Linked DNA regions of Rattus norvegicus: region 2 is linked to region 1. Evidence: chromatin contacts called from public Hi-C data. All regions are on one chromosome and are shown on one strand. Each heading gives the region's core, a stretch centred on a gene start, on an enhancer-like site or on the middle of the called end of the contact. The rest is flanking DNA. Distances are from core to core; before and after follow the strand shown. Region 1 holds the start of Slc25a16 (solute carrier family 25 member 16). Region 2 overlaps LOC100910945 (a long non-coding RNA gene).

Region 1 (7,700 bases), core at 3,877-6,376:
TGCTCTTCCAGAGGTTCTAATTCAATTCTCAGCAACCACATGGTGGCTCACAACCATCTGTAATTGGTCTGAAAATGGCAACAATGTACTCATATAACTAAAATAAATAAATCACACACACACACACACACACACACACACACACACACACAAAAGACAGGGGTCTCAGTAGATACCTTCAGCTGGCCCGGAAATCCCTAGCTAGACCAGAGTCCACCTCACTTCCATTCATCCGCCATATTCCAGAATGCTGGGATTAAAAGCAAGGACCACTACAACTGGCACTATCATCCCTTTGCTGGAATCATTGAAAGTCTTCCTAAGTAACTTCCCTGGTGCATGATCTGTCAGTGTCTGCCTCCCCCACCATCCTATCCATTACTCTGTGTTTAATGTTTCCAAATATAGCTGTCACCAGCTTCTCATTATCCACAATATTAAGTTTCAACTCCATAGCCAAAACTAAGACTGTTGGTGACATAACCTTGACCTTTGTCTTTGACAGAACTGGTTATTGTAGCTGGAGACAAAGTTCAATTGCTACAGTGTTTGCCCAGCACTTATGAAGGCCTGAACTCCACTCCCAGTAATACATAAAACAGCAAATGTCTGTAAACACAGTTTGGGAAGTAGAGACAAGAGAATCAGAAGTTTAAAGTTTTTTTTTTTTTAAAGTTCTCTCTGGAGAGATGGCTCAGAAGTTAAGAGCACCAGCTCCTCTTCCAGAGGTCCTGAGTTCAATTCCCAGCAACAACAAGGTGGCTCACAACCAATCTATGATGGGTTCTAGTGCTCTTTTTTGGCATGCAGGTGTGGCAGAACCTCCTCCTAATGAATGAAAATTTCAGGGGACCAATTACTGGGCGAGGAATAGGCAGGACTTCCGGGTCGAAAAGAGGAAGAGAAGAGGCAGGAGTCTCCCCGTTGCATCTGGACGGGGAGAGCTTAGAGGACAACTTATAGCGAACGAGAGGTCCCCTGGTTTAGATGGTGGACCTGCCAGGATTTGCCACCAGAGGATTTAACTTAGAATGGCTTACAAACTAGGATGGTAGTTGCCGTGCCCAGCGATTGTGTTACCTGTTGATTCTAAACTAAGTTTGTGTGGTGTTTTCCTTCATGTGTCAACTCAGCTGGGTTCCAGAGAGAAAGGTACAGCGGCAAATGTTGGGTTTGTGAGAAGAGCAAACCAGCTAGCCAGCCGTGTGAATTTGGATGCGTGTGGCTGGCGTGGGCAGCAACCCACCATGGGGGAACATAGTCTGGTGGAGAGATTTCAGAGCTCTCCTAGAGGTGAGAACAGGCCGGTGCCTAGCATAGATTGCTTTTTTAGTATTTCCTGCTATGTGCAGGTGTAGAAACAGATAGAACACTCATACAAAAAATAAATAAATCTTAAAAACAAAAAAACAAACAAACAAACAAAAAAAAAAACAGGTCTTGAGAGATGGCTCAGCAGTTAAGAGCACTGGCTGCTCTTCCCGAGGTCCTGAGTTCAATTCCCTACCACATGGTGGCTCACAACTGGAGGAATCCAGTGCCCTCTTCTGGTGTGTCTGAACTCAGCTACAGTGTACTCACAGACATTAAATAAATAAATAATCTTAAAAAACAAACAACAACTGAAGGACCCTAGGGGCTTTCACCAGCCTTACACTCACCGCCTCAGGTCAAGATTAGGCCAAGTACCAGCTTCCTGCCTCCATTCCCCACCCACAGTTCCTGGGAGGAGCAGGAACTTTCTTGAAAAACGGCAAAATGAACTGACTTTCACCTGGGTCCCAGATAGTGTTCGTAAACTGTAACCTTGCTGATGTAACCAGTACTCCTAAAAAGCATAAAAACTGCTTGTTACAGTCATTCAGGGTCATCCTCTAGTCACTCACCAGGAGGGGCTGATTGAAGGTCAACCCTGACATGCCGGAAAAATAAACCTCTTGCATTTGCATTGAACTCTGTTCTTGTGTCTCACTTGGGGGAGGGGGCGTCTCTCAGTAGTTAAGACTCAACCTTGAGCCTTTCACAAGTTTACCTTCCAGCAAGGTGGGGCACCTTGCAGCAAGTTTATAGCTAGGCCAGGTTCGATGAGAATCTATTAGAAGAAAAGGAAATTGGCCAGTGAACTGCTTTACAAATACTAGGGAGTCACAAGTAAGAGAACCAGAAACTCAAGCAAACTAAACTGGACTGTCTTTTCTTTCTTTTTTTAAAAGAGTTATTTTATTTGTATGAGTACACTGTTGCTGTCTTCAGACACACCAGAAGAGGGCATCAGATCCAATTACAGATGGTTGTGAGCCACCATGTGGTTGCTGGGAACTGAACTCAGGATCTTAGAAAGAGCAGCAGTGCTCTTAACCGCTGAGCCATCTGTCTTTTCTTTATTGAACAAGTTATGGTTCCTTACTTGTGAGCACTTGAGCTCTGTGCTTGCCCATGATTATCCATGCCATGGACAGTCTAACTGCTGTCTTCCCTAAAACATGTATTTATTTTCTCTGTGTTCCCATTTGGTTTGGCTTGTCTCCATATGCAGGCCTGGCTGACCTGGGTATCTCTGTGTAACAGCATTTGACTGTCCTGGAACTCTTTATGTAGACCAGGCTGGCTTTGAAGACACAGGAATCTACTTGTCTATGCCTCTAAAGCCTCATAATGAGGACTGGAGGGATGGTTCAGTGGTTAAGAGCATTGGCTGCTCTTCCAAAGGTCCTGAGTTCAAATCCCAGCAACCACATGGTGGCTCACAACCATCTGTAATGAGGTTTGATGCCCTCTTCTGGTGTGTCTGAAGACAGCGATAGTGTACTCACATACATGAAATAAATCTCTAAAAAGAGTCATAAGGAGCCACCATGCCTAGTGCTATTCCCATTTATCCTTTGTGTGATATATATTTCTATTAATATTACACTCATCCCGTGAAAAACAGCAAACTCTTTGAGAGACAGGATTAAACTGTCTCTTTTAGTCTAGGAATACTATTGTCCAGATATTCTAGAAGTGGGAAAGTGGAGAAGATTCATCTTTCTGTATATCAATCATCTGCTGGGCGTGGCAGCACACATCTGTCTAGCAAAGAGGCCAGTGTGTCTGAACCCTGTTCTAGTTGCTATGATACAGTGGACATTCACTCGACCACTGTAAGGTGCACACTTGCTCTCTTTAAAACATTTTTGCTTCAGATGGCTCTCCTTGTATAGCCCAGGATTGCAGGAGTGCACAGTACCACATCCAGTTACTTTGGTGCTGAAGGTCAAACTAGAGCTTGTTGCAGTCTATGCACCTTAGTGACATCCTGAAGCCCTTGATTGTACTCTTCTTCTAACAGGCTTCACTCTGTAGCCCAGGGTAGCTTTGACAGAATCATGTAGGGCAGGCTGGCTTGACACTCTTGTCATTTTTCTTGCCCCAGCCTTTCCAACATTGTCATCACAAGCATGAGCCACCATGTCAACCTATTTTGTCTTTAGGATCAGCAAGGTGGCACAGTAGGGTAAGGATACTTTCTATTAAACCTGAGGGTCTGAGTTTGAACCACAAGAGCCATGTGGTGCAAGGAGAAAGACACCTGACTCCATAAGCTGTTTTGTGACCTCCACACATGTGCTCCCCCAACCACAACATGAATAAATGTATAGTTTTAAAACATTGTGTTAGCTGTTATGTCAAGACCACACAGTAGAGGGCTAGAGAAAGCAGGGAGACTGAGTTCTGTGTTTTTTCTAGTTTATGAAGAGGAGAAAATGTTCCTATTTGTGGAAGAGTGAAAACTGAATGAATTACCATTACTTAGAAGAGAAGATTGGGAGTTCAAATGTTGGTAACCTAGATGTCAGTTACAAATGGGGTAAAGTGTCTGCCTAGCATTTGATAAGCTCTGAGCGCTGAGGTCAATGGATTCCCAGTCTCTTTTATCCCCCTCTCCCCACAGAGACAGAGAGCACCCCAGGAGTGGTGGTAAAATCCTGTACTCTTAGCACATGCAGAGTTGAGGCAGAAGTGTCTGGGCCATATTTAGTCTTTAGTACTAGGTCAAGGGTGTGAGGGTGTTGTGGCTGCACCATGTCACCCCACTGATCTGGTTGATCAACCAGTTGATCTGGTTGGCTATGTGAGTGTCTCCTCCCCTCTTCCCACTCCATATACATGCCTTCCAGAGCTACATGCCTATTTGGTCAAAGAGGATGACCTAAGAGAGGAGGGTGGATCTTCGATAAAGGGTGTGGGAATAGCTCTGTCACTCTGCAAGAACCTCTAAACAAGCCAAGTCTCCATAGCCGGCCCGGAGAAAGGCAGGGAGAGAGGAGGAAAGAAATAAAAGAGAGTTATCAGGTTAAAGAAGAATTTATTGTGTGAGATGGACTGAGATATGACTAGTAGAAGATGGGATGGATCAGAAGGGTAAAGCTGAGCTGCTTGTGTTAATGCCAGGGACACACACACACACACACACACACACACACACACACACACACACGAGAACCAAACCCAGATATTCTGAAAGAGTGCTCTTAATTGCTAAGCCATCTCTCCAGCTCTTAACATTTATTATAATGTGTTTGTGTGTGTGCACACCCTCGTGTGCGTATGCGCTGCCAAGGTGCATGTATGGAGGTCTAAGAATAACTTTTCAACTAGGCCGGGTCTGGAGACAACTCAGATCGTCCAGCCTAGTGGCAAGTGCCTTCACCCGTTGAGCCAGCTAGCTTGACTAGCCTTTTATTTTGACACAGTCTCTTTCAGCAGCCCGGGCCAGTCCGGAACTCACTATGATATCCAGGTTGGCCTTCAGCTGGAGGTGATCCCCCTGCTTCAGAATCCTGAGTGCTGGGATTACAGGCATGAGTTACGTAGCTCAGACGGGCCTTGATCTCCATTGACCTCCACCAGACTCGCTGAGACTGCAAGCCTGAACAAACTAGTCTGGCTAAAGAGGCTCACAAACCTTCATCGCAAACATCGGAACCTTGAGCGTCCCAGATCCCCTGGGTGACGCCCACTTCCGTCTTGCTCTCTAGGCCTGGACTCAACTGCGGCCGCGTGCGTCATCATTCCGTGCCGCCGCGCCACGGGCATCATTTAGCCCCGCCCGCGCGGCAGCTCGGCTCCTGTCAGAGCCGGCAACAGCCATGGTGCTTCCTAGTGTTTTGTAAGTTGGCAGCGGAGGCTCGGGACGTGGCGCAGGTCCGGATGGCGGCCCTGGTGGCTGCAGCGGCCCTGGCGGCGGCCGAGCCTCCACCCGCGGTGCCGCAGGCGGCGGGGAGCGGGGGCCCGACCTCTCGCCGAGACTTCTACTGGCTGCGTTCCTTCTTAGCCGGAGGTAGGTGTTCACCGCTGGGATCCTGGAGTTGGGTGGTGAAGCCAGCCGCAGGCCAGTCAGAGCCAGCAGCCGCCGTGACAGTCCCGGGCTTCTGCTGCAGCGCCCAGCCGGGTCTTTACTTCAGCCGCTGCAGCCGGGGTTAATCCCTCTGCTGAACCAAGCACCTTTTCCCAAAGGTCGAAAAAAGGATCCTTTAGGTGGGACATGGTGGGCACCACTCCTTTCTGTTACCAACGACCTGAGTGACAGTTTAGGATTGGATTTTGCTGTTTGCTTAAAAAGAAAACAAATATTGGAGGTAGAGGCTAACTTGGGCTTGTGCCTCCTTCGCGCGCGCGCACGAGTATAATGATATGAGAAATTGTCATGTAGCCCCGACCTCAAACTCCTTTATGTAGTTGACTCTGGCTTTAAACTCCTGATTCTCTTGTCTCTACATCCCAAGTAAGTGCTGGAATTACAGGCACATGCCGCAGTCCATCTCTGGAGGCTAACTTTGAAAACTAGACTAGGATATGAACTGAACATGGTGGAACATGCCTTGAATTGCAGCACCGGGGATGCAGAGGCAGGCAGATCTTGAGTTTGAGATCAACCTGGTTTACATAGCAAGTTCCAGGCAAGCCAGGAATGCATAGTGATACCCTGTCTCAAAAACAAAATAAAATGACTAAGGGTATTGTGCAAACTGCCTACAACCAAAACTGGTTCCAGGAATTGTGGTAAACAAGCTTGCAGTTGCTTGAAAAAGTAGTGCTGTGGTTTGTGGGTTCATGACCATCTATCTGGTTTACATGTCTCAGGTTTCCTCCCCCTTTCTGTATGCAGATGGTTGTATCTCTTAACCGCCCTCTCCTCACAATGATTGATTATTTGAGTTGCCATTACTTAACTATTTATGACTGGCAATAAAAAGATAGTGTCATAGCATCAGCTGTGCTGGGAATGTAATTATTTTCTTCTGCAGATTAAAAAGACATTTCTTAGTCCCAGCACTCTGGAGGCAGAGGCAGGTGAATCTACATAAGCTCCAGGTCAACCTGGTCTACAACCAGGACAGTCACAGCTACACTGAGAAACTCTGTCTTAGGGGAGATATATATATATATATATATATATATATATATATATATATATATATATATATATATATGCACACATATACATATACATACACACACATATATATATACATATATATATATATATATGTTACATTACTGGAACACCCCTAGTTGCCTACTTTGACCTTCATATATATGTATATCTAGATATATATCTAGACATATATATATATATATATATATATATATATATATCAGAAAATGAAAGATCTGTCAGCTGGGTGTGCTGGCCCACTCCTTTAATCCCAGCACTTTGGGGGCAGAGGAAGGTAGATCTCTGTGAGTTCAATACCAGCCTGGTCTGTAGAGCAAGTTCCAGGACAGCCAGAGCTAGATATAGAGACCCTATCTCAAAAAAAAAATGTTTAATTGGGCTTTGTATTAGAGTCCATGACGGCAGAGCAAAGCCATGGCTGAGAACTCACATCTGGTCAGCAAGCAGAAGGCACAGAAAGACACACTAGTGGAAGTCTTTTGAAACTTAAAACCTACTCCCAGTGACCCACCTTCTCCACAAGGCTGCACCTCCCTATCCTTCCTAAGCAGTTCCACCAATCAGGGACCAAGTATTTAAGAATATGATACTAGGGGGCTCATTCTCATTCAAACCACTGCATGAGCCCTTGCCACTCTGCCTGGCTTTCCCAAAGGCACTTTGTCTATTTTTTTTGGGGGGGGGGGACCCTAGGTTGGTTGGGCTCAGAGATACCAGTATCCATTAGAAGACTGTTTTGAAGGTCTCTAAGGGGAACTCAGGCATGGAACAGGCTGCATACACTATCAAGGATTTTGTTCTTGGCAGCCATTGTATCACCAGATCCCTATGAAGAAGGAACCTGATTGGCTGAGGCTAATTTTAAACTCCCAATGCTCCCATTTCTGCCTCCACAGTCTAGTCCTGGGCTCATAGGTATGTGCCACCATGCCCAGCACTTTTTTGGGAATGGGACATAACGTACTTTTTACTTACTTAAAACTTAACCTCTGTGCGCCTGTGTGTACCTATCACACTCTCATGTGGAACTTAGAGGATAAAGTGTCAGTTCTCTCTTGTCAACTGTGGGCCCTGGGAATCCTACTCATGTCCTTAGGCTTGGTGGCAAACATTGTGCCCCACTAGGCCATCTTGCCAGATCCTGCCTTTAAAAAATAATTTCGGGGATCTGAGGAGTTGGCTCAGCAGTTTGAGCACTTGTTGCTCGTGTTGAACAGCTAGGTTTGATTCCCGGCACTTTCCTGACACTACAAATGTT
Region 2 (7,700 bases), core at 1,622-4,121, 45 kb before region 1:
GTTCAAATCCCAGCAACCACATAGTGTCTCTGTAATGAGATCTGCTGCCCTCTTCTGGTGTGTCTGAGGACAGTGACAGTGTATCCACATACATGAAATAAATAAATCTTTTAAAAAAGAAAAAAAAAGGAAATTTTTGTTTTATAAAATCCAGCAGAGTAAAGTCTCGGGAAACCAAGTCTGAAAACCTTCATTTGATTTGTAGAACACACATGACTCCTATAAACTGTCCTCTGACCTCCAAACACCAGCAGTTCATACACGCATAGTACATGCACAATGCATGCATAGTACACTGGTACACAGTAGTGTGCACACTAAGTAGTGTAATGAAAACTTTAAAAACCAAAGTATGCAAATAAAAAATAAGTTTTTATTCACTTTATCTAAAAAATGAAAGGCTAGCTTCCAATACCTGTTGTCCGTAAATTAAAGTATTGATGGCACCATCCAGGGACTTCCTCTCCCTCTCTGTATCTCTCCTCTCTCTGTATCTCTGGAAGTCCCCTGAGCTGCTGCACTTATTTTAAGTAAACCACGACAATTTGAAATAACATTGCAATCTTTCCTGCTACCACCAGTGCTCAAGTGTCATTTGCATGCCTAAAGCTACTTGCAAACTGACTTCAGGTCCAGAGAATTTAAAGGCTTTCCTGGGGGGGGGGGGGGACAAACAAAAGCAAAAACAAAACAAAAGACAAAAACAAGACTTAAAAGCATTTTCTGAAAAAATTGCCACCAGGCTTGGTTTCCCTACAACTAGGTTCTTCATCGAAAGGAAGGGGGTGGGGGGACAGCAATTGCCGGCTGTTCCTAGACAGTTCACTACCTCAGGAAGTGTGAAAGCTTGGGGCACACTGAGAGGCTGCTCAGGGAAATGCAGCAGAAAGCTGGCTCCTTCCATATGTAAAACACCCGACACCCCACAGAGCGGGGTGTGGGGGACACAAATAATGGAAAAGAACAGGGGAAAACGGAGGTTAAAAGGCTCTTCCAAAAGCCAGACCATGTAAGAACAGCAAAAGGCCAAGGAACAGTATTTTATACATTTTTACAGGTGAAATGATAGAAATCCAAATGACTGAGCAAAGTCAAGAATTCACAGGAACAATGTAAGGAGTTAAAAGACAACCGAGACGATGAGAGCCGAGGTCGGGTGGGGGAAGGAGAATCAAATGACCTACAGGTTTAAAAAAAAATTTTTTTTTAAGGACAAAGAGGAAAAAGAAATGAAGGAGACAGGATGTGTCCAGAAGGTGGGGGAGGGGAAGAAACTAGATAAGGAAGACACAAAGGGTGAGGAGGGTGTCTCCAAACCTCTGACCCACCCCTTCTGCGGAGAGCAATAGTTAACTCATTAAAATGTTGAGTGCTACAGTTGTTAAGTCCAGCCTACTAAAGACTGTATCCTATTCCTCCAAATGTTTATTTTAAAAAGACCCCAATTAAAACCTCTTAATTGGAGAAATGAAAACATGGGCATTCCCCTATGTAGTCAATCAAGATCTGCAATCACATAATCTAGGAACTCAGACTGAGTGAGGCAGGAGTATCACCGGGAGGTCAACAGAGGGATACCGGAATACCAGGTGGAGAGTGCATATCTGTAATCCCAATATTCAGGAGACTGAAGCTGGAGTAGTCATAAATTCAAGGCCACTTTCTGGCAGTAAGGGTCAAGTCAGCCTAGAGTAGAATAACACCTTACCGCAGTTAAATTCTTTAAAACAGACAGCGGCTGGTCTGCAAGCATTAAGCTTCTCTGTAGTCATAAATACCTAATTAACTATATTCAATTGTGTGTAGTTAAGCATATTTCTAAATTGTTTTTGCCTAAAGAAACCAACACCTGAGGGGATGGGCTGCTCTATGGCGCCCCATACTGCAATCCATGGGGGTGCGCATGCAGCTCCCCACCAAACCAACCTCGTGTGCTAGTCATTTCCTCGCCCCAAGGTCTGGAAAGTCTTGCAAACATTTCTTCACTAACCAGTCATTAAGGAGGTAAAATGAAGCTCATTTAAAGCCCCTGGGGACTAAGGTTCACTTGGAAAGAGTTGTGGGGGTTGGGGGAGGCTGGGAATTCTTACTCTTGCTCCAACAGTAAGTTTTTTCTTGGAGTCACATTAATTTTATTGGATCAGAAACGGACCCAGTTCAGTTCATTAAGGGTAACTGGAGCAGGACAATTCTTTCCTGACCCAGTCCTGTGAGCGAACACTGGTGGTGAGTGAGAGAGTAAGAGAAAGGGAAGTTGCTTTTTCGTCTTTGAGACTGGTCTCACTACGCAACCCTGGCTGTCCTGTAACTCACGGAGATCTATCTGCCTTTGCCTCCCCAGCGCTGGGATTATCAATAGGCAAGAACACCCCTCCGGAGAAAGGGAGATTTGCTTCCTTGCCCCGCGGAGTAGGCGGTGGTCACTTCAGTCCTGGCGGGGGCCCGAAGCTCACGTGCAGCACGAGCAAGCTTAGGCACTCGGCCGCTGCGCGCACACAGACAACCTCACTCAGTTCCCTCTTTAGGATCCCAGACCCAGCCAGTGGCACTCCAAAGGCTTTCGCAGAACTCACTGGCAACACATCCTACTTCCCCTGTTCTTGCTTCTTCTAGAACCTCCCAATTTCGGGCCAGCCATCCCCAGACCTCCTGGTCGCCTGTACTCCCAAAGAGGAACCTCAGCAACCCCTCTCCCTAGGGTTCCTCCGCGGAGGATGGGGTTTGATCGAACGCGGGAGACACTTCTGCACGCGACAGCTCTCACTCTCCACTCGCAGCTAGCGAAAGCTCTCTCCTCCCTTCAGGCTAAGACACCAGGACTTTCTCAAAGTGGCTGGCTCTGAGAACTCCTGACCAGGGACCTCCCAGAGGCCACACATGCGTTTCCCTGCAGGATTTCCAGTAGATCCCGAGTCTGGGGCTCCCCATGCGAACCGTTCCGAGCGAAAGCTAAGCTTTCTGCGGATTGCTGTAAGGTTCCCCGCCGGGATCTTTGTTAGCCACCCGCCACAAAATACCGGGAGCGGTCCGGGGTAGGGGGTCGCGGCGCGGAGTTGGCTCGCACGAGTCTTCAGCCAGCATCGCTGGGTGCATAGTCCCAGCCCAGGAGAGATCCGCCCCCCAACCCGGTCCCGTCGCAGAGTAGCGCCCTCTCCCAGCACCCCTGCTCTTTGCTGCAGCCCCAGCTCACCCTAAGCCGCCTCTGGATCCGAGAGCAGCGCGGGTTGCCCCTGCTCCAAGCCTGCACCAACCCTTGAGCAAACTTTCCAGCTGGTCTTCGTCCGCGTAACTTTGGAGCCTGGGGCTGCGGCATGCGCCAAGGAGTTCGGGCGGGCCTAGGATGGACACTTACCATCCGGCACGGTCAGGGCCCAAGCACCCGGGGTGGGGAGCTACTCCGCAAATGTCCCCGTTGGAGAGCCAGGTAGAGGTGCATGGCTACGGAGGGAGAGGGCGTCCAGGGGCGAGTACAGACCCCGGGGTTGTACACACCAGTTGTAGTGTGCACAGTGTCCCACGAGCGTAGTGCGCGGGTACTCCCGGCCAGGTCAGTGCCCGCAACCCCCCTAGAGCAGCGGCGTCTCCCAGTACAGACCTTAAGGAGTATAGTTGGGGCTCAGCCTTTGCTGGACCCTGTACCGCTGAGCGAGAGGCAAAACGCGAGCTGGATTTTCCCAAATCGGAGCCGGACTCCTCTCGACCCTTCTGTCCACTCCTTCCTACCCTTTCCCAAAATTCAGTCCCCACTCCCTCCCCTTTAGATTAGGTTAAAGTCGAGTGTTGAAATCTACAGGCCACCATGTCTTTCGTGATGGGAGTAAGAGTATCTCTAAAAAGAATGTTTCCAGAAGCGAGATGGGTCTTCCAGGTGAAGGAACATCCTGAAGCCTTACCTGAGCCTGAGCGGTGTCAAACCAACTTCAAGACCAAAGAGAAACCAGATAAGCCATGCTTATCTTCTATATTTTTATTTTTATTAGTCACTGACCGCGGACTCATTAGTGATAATAATCACTTTATAGGAAATGAAAATGCAGTAAGGGAAATTCCGACCCTGAGGCTTGAACCTGCCGCTAACTAGGCATATCCCAACAAAAGATAGCTGTCTCTTATTCCACAAGTCTGCTCTTAGACAAGGGAATCTAAGCCTTTAACTGTACTGGATTGAATTGCAGTGTTATGAGCAGTTAGCGTCCCTAGATTGTTAGGGGAAATAGTCCCAAACTGTCAACCTTACACCCTAAATAAATCGTTTAAATTAATTCTTGACTAGGAACCAACTATAAGGACTTTGTTTTGCTTTTAAAACAGTGTCTGGGGGGTTGGGGATTTAGCTCAGCGGTAGAGCGCTTGCCTAGCGAGCTAGCGCAAGGCCCTGGGTTCGGTCCCCAGCTCCGGGGGGGGGGGGGGGGGGGGAGTGTCTGTGTAGCCCAGGCTGCCCTCAAAGGCAGGACTCTTCCTGCCACAGCCTTCGGAGTGCTGGGATTAAAAAGTAACATGATTGGAAGTCAGAAATGCAATTCTTGTTGAGTTCTGCTCAGTGGTGAAGACTGAGACCCCAATTTAATCTTCACAGAAGAAAAAAGAAAACCAGACACACACACACACACACACACACACACACACACACACACACTCTTTCTCTCTCTCTCTCTCTCTCTCTCTCTCTCTCTCTCTCTCTCTCTCTCCCTTTCTTTCCCTTTCTTTTTGGCTAGCCTTAAGTTGGATGACTTTGAACCAATTCTCCTTCCCTACCTATAAAGTGCTAGGAATATTGGTGATGAATATTGGTGATTAGACAGATAAGGCAAACATTATGGCAAACTCAGGTAAATCTCGTTTCCAAGACAGCCTTTTTAGAGTGAGATGATGTCTTAAAGGAAGCATTTTTTTCTTTAATTTTAAAAAAAGGTAACATTTGAAATGTAAATAAATTTAATTTTTTAAAAAAGAATAAAGGGGTTGGGGATTTAGCTCAGTGGTAGAGCGCTTGCCTAGGAAGCACAAGGCCCTGGGTTCGGTCCCCAGCTCCGAAAAAAAAGAACCAAAAAAAAAAAAAAAAAAAAAGAATAAAAAGCTTAAGTTGGGCCTTTGAGATTGGTCAGATTATAAGTGCCTTTGACCCAAGTGTAAAGATCTGAGTTTGATCCTTGGAACCCAAGCTGTGGAGAACTGACTTCCACAATTTTTCATAAGTGGCAGAAATACAAATTTAAAAATCCCAGGGAAGCCAAGGCTTAATACCTGCACTTGAGAAGGACAAAGCAGGACTGAGTGCTAAAGGCCATGTATCCAAAGATTAAAAAATAATAATAAAACATAAAGGAAGTTACTGCTCCATTTACAATAGGTCGCCCAGAGCTGGGATTTTTCTAATGTTTCCTGTCAAATGAAGGAAACCACCAACATGTTTTTGTTTCTCTACTCACATCTCAGAACTGAACAGTCTGCATCCAGACGTGTGGAGTTTTCCCCAACCCTGGCAATGTACCAGTACTGGGTAGTATGCTATGCAGTCAGTCTTATCTGCCAGGGACTGTTCCAAGACCCTTAGAAGATACTCAAGTCTTGCATAAAATGGTATCGTATTCTGGACACAGACAGAGATCCACCCAGCTCATCCTCAGAGGAGTTTTTTTAATACGCTTCATTTTATGTATATGAGTGCACGGTTGTTGTCTTCAGACACACCAGAAGAGGGCATTGGATCCCACTGCACATGGTTGTGAGCCACCATGTACCATGTGGTTGCTGGCATTTGAACTCAGGACCTCTGGAAGAGCAGCCAATAGTACTCTTAACTGCTGAGACATCTCTCCAGTTGCTCATAGGAATGTTTTTATTTTTATTTTTATGGGTTTTTTGTTTTGTTTTGTTTTGTTTTACTTTTTGGTTTTTCTCTGTGTAGCCCTTGCTGTCCTGGAACTCTGTAGATCAGGCTAGCCTCAAACTCAGAGATCTGCCTGCTTCTGCCTCCTGGGATCAAAGGCCTGGGTCATCACTGCCTGGCTTATCTTACTTTTAGATGATGGAGTCTTCTTGTGTTTTCTAGGACGGCTTGCCTCTCTAGGATGCTTCATCTAAGACTCCAGAAAAGCTCAGGTTATAGAACTGATGTTCAGTGATACTTTCTATGTTTCCCCTGTGCTTCGTAAGTTTTGAGATGGGGTCTCCCTTTGCAGAGTTAGCTGGCTAACTCACTGAATAGATTGGCCTGGAGAGCCACCTCTATGCCTGGGATTAAAATGCAAGAATTAAAAGCATGCACCAGGGGTTGGGGATTTAGCTCAGTGCAAGGCCCTGGGTTCGGTCCCCAGCTCCAAAAAAAAAAAAAAAGCATGCACCAACATGTCTGCCATGAATATTACTATTACTACAAGGCTTTAATACCAAACCTAGCCATCACCATGGGTGTGGTAGGATTTGAACTCAGATCCTAATCATACTTCCAAGGCATATATGCTCACACTCAAATTGTTACAGACCTTATTTCTCTGCCACCTCTAGAAATATCGCTAGTTCTGCTAGCCAATTCATAAGGTTTTTTTGTCTGTTTGCTTTGGGTTTGTTTTGGGGGGTGTTTGTTTTGGGAGTCTGTGTTGTCTTGGGTTTTCGTTTGTATTTTTATTTTGGGGGGCGGTACAAGGTCTCCCTGTGTAGTGGTAGTTGGCCTGAATTCCCTGTATACACCAGGCAGGCCTTGCTAACATGGCTCCAGCGAGCTCCACCACCACTTGCTACAATTGGATACTTTTAAATAACTTCAAGTATCTTTTCATTGTTACGTTTTACTTGGTCTTTCTGGTTTCTTTTGCAGTATAGCTGGTACCTTAAGGAAATAACCTGCCACTAAGTCACTTCCCCACTCATAAATCACCTTGTTTGGGAAAGAATTTTCTATACTAGTTTACATATTTGGAGAATTGGAGTGTGCCTGTGTGGAGGTCAGGTCATGTGGGCACCAGCTCTCTAACTCCACCCCATGTGTTTCAGGGATTGACGGATGGATGGTCATCAGGCTTGGCCACAAGCGCCTATATCCTATCTGTGCCATCTCAATAGCCCGGGTTGATTTTATTTTTTATTTATTTATTTATTTATTTATTTATTTATTTATTTAGGTTTATTTGTTTGATGAGTACATGGTTGCTGTCTTCAGACACACCAGAAGGCCTCAGATTCCATTACAGATGGTTGTGAGCCACCACATGGTTACTGGGAATTGAACTCAGGCCCTCTGGAAGACCAGTCAGTGCTCTTAACTGCTGAGCCATCTCTCCAGCCCTGCTTTTGTTTTGTATCCTAGGCTTTCCTGAAACTTACAATCTACTCCAGATAGTTTTGAACCTGCAAAAACCTTTGAGACATAAGCTCCCATTCCTGAGATTACAGGCAAGAGCCTCCACATCTCTTTATTTTAAGGCAGAAATTGAAGCAATGGCTCAATAGGCAGAAGCACTTAGTCCTTCAGATTATTTTAATATTGTATTAAGTGGAGAGAGTTGAGTTGATATGTATACATTTGGAGGTCAAAAGACAAGTGGGACTTGAACATCCTTGATAACCGCAGAACAAACACACACACTACCTCTTTTTTTTTTTGGGGGGGGGGGGTGTCCAAGAACAAGTTCTTTGTAAAACCTTGCTTGTTACTGGAATACAAAGAGACCAGCCTGCCTCTATTTCCTGGGATTAAAAAT

Evidence for each region. Hi-C and Micro-C count contacts between places; a contact is called where the count stands out from the background.
Region 2: a Hi-C map of mammary epithelial cells shows a contact between it and region 1, with 1.8 times the contacts expected there. The contact joins the enhancer-like site here to the promoter of Slc25a16 in region 1. A contact is called at or near these places in 2 of 12 Hi-C or Micro-C datasets (mammary epithelial cells and prefrontal cortex).

The regions. Positions count from the first base shown.
Region 1 is chr20:25,712,433-25,720,132 of GRCr8, reverse strand. It overlaps Slc25a16 (solute carrier family 25 member 16), which reads left to right and starts at 5,126. Exons shown (of 9, transcript NM_001100860.2): 1 at 5,126-5,323. The coding sequence starts at 5,194. It overlaps LOC120099058 (small nucleolar RNA SNORA70), which reads right to left and starts at 7,307; the gene lies at 7,172-7,307.
Region 2 is chr20:25,755,627-25,763,326 of GRCr8, reverse strand. It overlaps LOC100910945 (a long non-coding RNA gene), which reads left to right. Exons shown (of 3, transcript NR_131086.1): 3 at 1-128. Among named protein-coding and RNA genes, the nearest start is that of Tet1, 7.3 kb to the left of the region's middle. Within about 2 kb of position 2,871, at least 22 of the 93 cell types and tissues checked have an H3K27ac peak or open chromatin away from gene starts, as enhancers often do.